Linked DNA regions of Anas platyrhynchos: region 1 is linked to region 2. The links are chromatin contacts, called in public Hi-C maps. All regions are on one chromosome and are shown on one strand. The core of a region is the stretch at or near the end of the contact, and the rest is flanking DNA. Distances in the headings are between cores, read along the strand shown.

What was found. A called contact is a pair of places that touch in the nucleus more often than the background predicts.
Region 1: a contact with region 2 is called in a Hi-C map of skeletal muscle, with 2.5 times the contacts expected there. The contact joins the enhancer-like site here to the promoter of RFTN1 in region 2. A contact is called at or near these places in 5 of 8 Hi-C or Micro-C datasets (F1 follicle, liver, skeletal muscle and 1 more).

The regions. Positions count from the first base shown.
Region 1 is chr2:122,743,871-122,747,471 of IASCAAS_PekinDuck_T2T, forward strand. OXNAD1 (oxidoreductase NAD binding domain containing 1) reads right to left here. Exons shown (of 10, transcript XM_027451018.3): 9 at 1,273-1,381; 10 at 222-588. The coding sequence ends at 434. Among named protein-coding and RNA genes, the nearest start is that of DPH3, 15 kb to the right of the region's middle. Within about 2 kb of position 1,466, at least 2 of the 8 cell types and tissues checked have an H3K27ac peak or open chromatin away from gene starts, as enhancers often do.
Region 2 is chr2:122,644,581-122,648,015 of IASCAAS_PekinDuck_T2T, forward strand. It overlaps RFTN1 (raftlin, lipid raft linker 1), which reads left to right and starts at 1,744. Exons shown (of 10, transcript XM_027451013.3): 1 at 1,744-1,875.

The DNA of each region.
Region 1 (3,601 bases), core at 216-2,715, 99 kb after region 2:
GGGAGTGTGTTCACTGAGCAGCACAACAGTTCAGCAGTGCTTCAGAAGTCATGGCCTAAATTATTATTTATTATAAACTGATTGGGCACTGCTGCACAATCAGTTCTCTACAATTACGGAATTGGACACTGAGAGTCTTTTAAAATGTCACTAGTAAAACAAGTGCATAGAGTCAGAATTTGCTGCTACCATAAGAAATAAACAAATCATCCACAAACCAGAACAGTTAATGTCTTTAATATAAAATCACTTTTTTTTTCTCCCCAAAAGCAGCAGCACTGTATTACAGTGGTATTTTTGTTAAATTAAAAGAACACCATCATGATTGAAGACAGCTTCATTTATGAAGTAAAATCTCCCAAGTAATTCAAAGTCCGTTTTCTGTACATTTTACTACATCAAAAAACACTGAAAACAAATTATTTTCTGTTCACTACCACCATTTCTCAAAGAAAACACAGTTTGTAGGAACACCAATGTTGGACAGTAGTTTGGATATAGATTCTATCATTGGAGGCGGACCACAGATGTACCATAAAGTATCCTTAGATACATGTTTTTCTAGATCCTTTTCAGATATTCTTCCCTCTGATGAAAAAAAAAAAAGTAGGAAATGAGAACAGAGATATTTACTTATGTAGTAATATCAAAAAGAATGATGGTTAGGGGCATTTTAACCGCTCATTTCTTAAAAATGTCAGGCCCAGTTAAGGGTAATAGGTATCAAGTTTTGAGGCCTCCAAACCCATTTGTGCTTCTGGGAATCTAGATCAGTACTTCCAGCTTGGAATGCATGGGATATTAGTCACTGAACAGAAACATGGCTTACATGCAACTAAAAATCCCATATTAAGATGAAAAAAAAAACAGATAAGTATCTCTAAGACAAATACAACAGAAATGGAAACATGATGAAGTACCTCTTGCAAACAGTCATCTTATCCTTCATCAGTCCTGCCTTAAGCAAAGTAAATACTAGTTTCTGGAATAAATTTTCAGTGGGAAATACCAGTATGAAGTTTAGATTCAACAGAGGTGGTTCAGTAGAAAAGCAAACAAATACTGCAAAAGTATAATTTTTCTCCGAAGCATAATATGTACACTGAAATTACTTGGGTTTAACTCGCATCTCATTTTAAATCTTTAACTTTAAAAATACTAAATTATGTATGTAAACATACGCTGCTACTAGTTATGTTAAACTTCATCTCCAAGGAGGCAATCAGACTTGGGCGCGGAGGAAGGGGTGCTGTGCGGTGCCACGGTGCTTACCTGTGACGTGTGGCTGAAGCTCTTCGCAGATCTGTGAGCTCTGCTGGGTAACGTGGAAACGACACATGATCTTTCCAGGAAATGCATTCATCAAACCAAGAATATTTTTCTGTAATGTTAAACACACTTGCTTATACCACAGGCCATTAAATCAAAGCAGATGTATGCATACCGTCCCAGTGATTATTAGCCAGGACCAGGACTCTTGCTTTTCAGCACTGAGGACTCAGTGGGCTCCACTTCAAAGGACTGATCTGCACACGTACACAGAGTTTCTGAACATGGAATCTGGATATACTACCAGCTATGTTATTAGAGCTTTTCTCCTTTTTTACAACAGGTTGTAATTTCTAAGATTTGAATCTAACAACCAGGTATGTGCTTTCCAGGTTTCCTACACTTCCCATGTGGGTTTTCCATTTAAAACAAACAAAAGAAAACCACCATACAGCAAGTGTTTATCATCCCTTAGAATTTTTTTTAAGTCTCAGCTGCTTTATCTGGTAAAATTACTAGGTTCTTTACTATTTCTTCTTCCCCAAGTAAAACCAACTACAGTGTAATGCTAACACTATTTTTACCAGAGTAGAATCTCTGATTTTGAGTTCAGTAATTCACAGCTGTGGTAGTTAGCACCACAAATCTAGTGGCTTTGGTTCAATAACCAAACCAAACCAACAGAAACGTACAAACAAAAAACCCCTGTCAGTCAGATGCTATACTTAGTTCTGAAACTAAGACTAGTTTACTGTCTAGATTCTATACCAACTGGGATTTTCATTGCTGGAATTGACAGTGGAAATAGTTTATTTTCTGTGAATAGGTAAGTTAGCTCATTTTGCTATGTGTTTCCTTACTAAGAACAGACTGCCATGGACTGCTTAGCAAAAAAAAAAAAAAAAAAAAAGGCAGACATTTTTTAATTCCCCAGCAAACCTGTTTCTGATTCCCTATAAAGACATGGAATACAGAGCAGCACGTAAGGCAGTGCTGTACACTGCTGCACAAGTACCTCTAATACTGGCCTGCCTGCACTGTTCTGAGTCCAACTCTAAACTTCTGTCCCCTTCATATGGAACCATGCACAATTTGATAGCACTTCTGGAACAAATCCTGTCCTGGGGAGTCGGAGTCCTGAGACCTAGCCAGACGGCATGCCAAACCCATTTTAAGGCAGGACTTAACCTGCTGAAATAATCCTGCAGTCATTCACAGCACCTACTTGTAAATCTACTACTCCGTAAATTCAGGTAGTGGCAGGTATCACACACGTGTGGCATAAAACACCAAAATACTTTCCTGTGCTATCCTGAGGCAAGGGACAGGCTCGCTTTAACAGAGTGAAGGAGAATTTGAACAGCTCAGCAGGATCTTTGCAGCCTGGTAAGCCAGTGAAGCAGACAGCTGAGCCATACAGACCTAAGGGAAAACACCTATCCCAGCGTCCCAGCCACAATAAAGAAATAAGGATCACATTCAGCCCTAATGAAATGAAGAAACCCCAGCTGAACGGCATCCTGAAGTAGCAAAGTTAATATGCTGTCCTTCGCAGTTCTATTCTAAGATTGACTGCTTCCACCATTTTAAAGAATGAGATTTTCAAAAGCAGCGCATATAGCTGTGAAACCAAAGCACATCCCAAACCAGTACTAACCAGTATAAACCAGTCACACTAGGCTGAAGGACCACACAGAATGTACACTGCTACAGGAAACAGATCCTCCAAAGCACCAGCAAAACCCTAGGAATTCCTTGTGGCAATTTATATAGATGTATCTCACAACAACATAAAGACTCTAGTGATCCTATTCCCTCTGCACAGATATAAAGAATTTTCTTATAAGTGCTCTGGAGGGACATGAAAAATGAAGGGAAAGATCTATTTTAAGCATTGCAACATATCATTGTGTTCTCTTCTGTTCCAGAAGCTCTAATACAGCTCTGCTGTCATAACACTACTGAACCGGAACCCAAGAAATGCTGGCTCCTGCGCTGAAAAATAGCGGGCAGGCTCAGAACAGGATGGGAGATTAGAAGGGCCAGATGGAAGAATAGATAGGTTCCAGTTTGTTATGCTGCTTCTAACAACAAACAAATGCCTCTTCAAGAAAGCAAACATCTTCGGGTCTCAAAATAAGGTAGGAGTACAGAGGAAAAACTCATGATGAATCCTATATACAATTTCAGGAGTCATCATAAATTTTCACCTTGATCTTGCAATCAAAAGCTTTCAATTCTTCAAAGAAACCTAAATCATTAGGGATGCTTCATTACAGAAGCTGTGCTGACATGACCATAAAACATTGTCAGTAACCCTTAATGGCCAAGT
Region 2 (3,435 bases), core at 494-2,993:
ATGTCAGTGGGATTACAACCCAGCCGGTTATGAGGAAGGTCAGTTAAATTATTAGCAAGCATATGGGTCACAGATCCCTTATTTATGCAGAGGATTTAATCTCCTTAATAGCTGGAAGGGTAACACGGTGAGATGCAAACAATCCAGCAAATTTCTAGAAGCTGTCTTGAAAGAGATACTGAATGGGTAATGTACAACTGCATCTCCAGTAACAAGGGAGAAGCGTTTAAGAATGTGGTAATGGCAACTCTGGCTGTAGTCATGGTCATCTAGTGAAGCTCAGGATCCTGAAGGGAGAAGGACAAGCAAGTCCCTGGACTTTGGAGAGCAATCTTTGGGTTATTTGTGGAACTGGTGGAGCTGCCTCACATGGCATCCTGAAAGGTGAAGGAGCATTGGAAAGCTGGCGGATTTTTAAGAGAACCTTTTCCATATGCAAGCATGGCACATCCACGTTGTCAGGAAAACAAGGAGCTGAACTGGAAGACGAGCTTGGCTGAACCAGCTTTATGTGACTGGCCTTCATTACAAAAACTATCACGGTAGAAATAAGAACAGGCTACAAAGAAGGATTATTTGAAATGGTGCCATGGGATATAGGAATAGTGTTGACACACAAGGGCTTATGGCATCTCCTGTTGCTCTCAACAGCTGTTAGCTGTAAAAGGCTGTACATACAGACCTGTTGCAGGATGTGAGCACAAGTAAGGCTGATGAGCTTGAAGCTGCCTTTGCCTCAGCTTTGCTGGCCTGTGTGCTTAGAGGTGAGTTTCAAGGAAGAGAACTACCCTTGCTGGATGGAGGTCAAGCCAGATTTCAGCAGAGCCTTTGACCTATACAGCCTTGAGACCAGCTGGGCAGTGTCTGAGTGTGCTGGGAAGATCAGGCTGATGGCTGAGAGCAGCTGCTCTCTTTTCTTCTGAAGAGGATCTGCAAAACACACATTTCCAACAAAGAGGCAAGAAAGACAATTTGGGGAACCAGGAAGACCTTCAATCCCTGGAAAAATCAAGTCTATTGGAACAACCTTTGCTTCCATGTGTCTGGAAGCATCTTACAGCGTGCCAACTGTGTGCTTTCTGTCATAGAGGGGCTGGATTGCAGACCAGGGCCAGGGTGGTGGGTGCCATGGCAGTTTTGGGAAGGTGACAGTACTGCTTAGGTGGCTGTAGTTTGGGTGGGTGGACACCCAGATGTGTAAAAAGCTGGTGGCAGTTGCCATGTGGCATGAGGACCTGGAGGAGGCGACGAGATGTGCCGCTACTCCCTGAGGAGCGGGCAGCAGCTGGCAAGCCTTAGGGCTGGGCTGCTGCCCTGTGGCGCCTGGCCGGGCTCGGGGACCAGGAACGTGTTGAAACGGGACAGACAGACGGACAGACAGCGCCACAGCGGGGAAGGGAGGGCCTGGGGGGGGTGTGTGAAGGGGGAGCTCTGCCTCAGGCGGGCGCTGCCTCAGGCGGGCGCTGCCTCATGCCCGCAGCCCCGGCCGCACGGCGGAGCCCCGCCACCGCCGGGCCGGGCCGGGAGGCGCCGCTGCCCCTGCCCCGGCCCCGGCGGGGCTCGGAGGAAGAGGAAGTGGCCGCGGCCCCGGGCCGGACCCCGGTTTTGGGAGCGGGACGGAGCGGGACGGAGCCGCGTGCCCGGGCCGGGCAAACTTGGCGGCCGGCAGCGGGGCCGGCGGGCGGAGCGGCGCTGCCCCGGCACCTCCCTGTGGCGGCGCCGAGGGGGGAGCGGCCCCGGAGCAGGGCGGGCGGGCACGGGCAGGAGGAGGAGGAGGAGGAGGAGGAGGAAGCGCTGTCAGCGGGGCCGGCCGTCCCCGCCCGCCGGGCATCCTTCAGCACCGCCGGGCTGCTCCTCGCCCGCCGCCCGTCCCAGGTACCGGGGAGCGCAGGGGAAGGGGAAACTTGGCCGGGGGGGGGGGGGGGGGACGGTCCCTGCCCGCCGCCTCAGCGCCCCGGGGGGGTCGGGCTCGGCCGTGTGCTGCCCCAAAGCAGGGTTAGGGGCGGCTTGTGGGGGCTGTGGGGCTGCCCCGGAGGGGTGTGGGGGCAGGTGGGGGGTGCCTGCTGCCCGCCCGGGGCTGGGCTCACCTGGCCGGGCTGTGAGGGAGCGAGTTGTGCTCCCGGAGTTAGCGGCACAGGGCGCTGCCGGGACGCGACCCGTCCCCAAATCCACGGGAAACCTTTTTGTCCCTGTGCTTTTAGGGTTTATTTTTAAGGAACCCATTCCTTTCAGCTTCTGGTGTGGAAGGGAAAAGTTACTGGCAGCGCTGCTCCTTTTCGCAATAGCAGCGGTCACATTTGTGTGTTTAATTTCTGTGTGTTTTTTTTTTTTTTTTTCCCTAAGGAAAGAAAGATAGTCGCGGGTTGAACGCTTCTTTTAGGAATTTAACTTAACCTCAAGCCAGTTACACGAGGCAAGGGGCTTTCCACCACTCCAGCGCTGGCATTCCCCCAGCCTGCGAGCGGCCGGGGTTAAATCCCCGCGGGCACCGCGTCGCTGCCAGGTCGTGGTGGCCGAGTGACCGCGGGTGGAAAAGCCCCAAAGCAGGAGCCACGGCCTGCTGGAGCGTAAAAACCAAAATTGGTGACGTATGTATTTAAAATATATATATATATGTAAAAAGAAATCATACTTCCCTTATTTCTTCCCCCAGCTTCATCAGGGATCCCACAACTTCCCAGCTGGCTCCACACTCCGCTTTGCCTTTACCCCAAATCAGTTTGCTGGGGTCATACTCTGTGGCAAACTAGCCCGAGGCAGTAAGCGTGGGACTGTCAGGTCTGTGTCTTGCCATGATTTTACTCGCTGTCCTTGAAGCTGCTGTGCAGGACGCATCTGTTTTAACTGCCTGATTTCCATGGGTTCAGGGTGTTGTGGGATTCGCTTCAAAGGAGGGTTGGATTCGTACCTAACATTCCTGTGCGTGCTCCTGTCAGGCCCATTCAGTCTTTAATTTTCTAGGCAATAGATGTTAGCTGCTTCGGTTTCCTCGTAAGTTTTCCAGAGTAGTTTCCTAGTCCTTCTTAGCATCCCAGCAGCCTTCCGTCTTCACCTGAAGGCAGCTCGAAAGTTTGCAGCCGCGGCATTGCAGAAGAAACGTTCCCAGTGCTTCGTCCAGTGATGTTAACGCTTCTTTATCTTTACCAGAAACACCCCACCTACAAGTATTTTGTAGAAGTGAGAGGAACCATCTGAATCTTTTGCTGTACTGAAAGAAAGCATCGCGATATCACTGCGTCGTGATACGACCGAATATTAAATCTTTTGGGTAACGTCATCAGGTGGTGTGGGTAGGGTTAGGAGCAAGGTTCTCCCACGAACCCACCGTTCTCGGATTGCTCTCCGAGGCCAGCACAGCACTTGTCTTACACCTCTGCCAGTTACCTCTTTGCTCTTCTCCCTCCCACGTACAGAGCAGCGTTGATTCTCGAGACA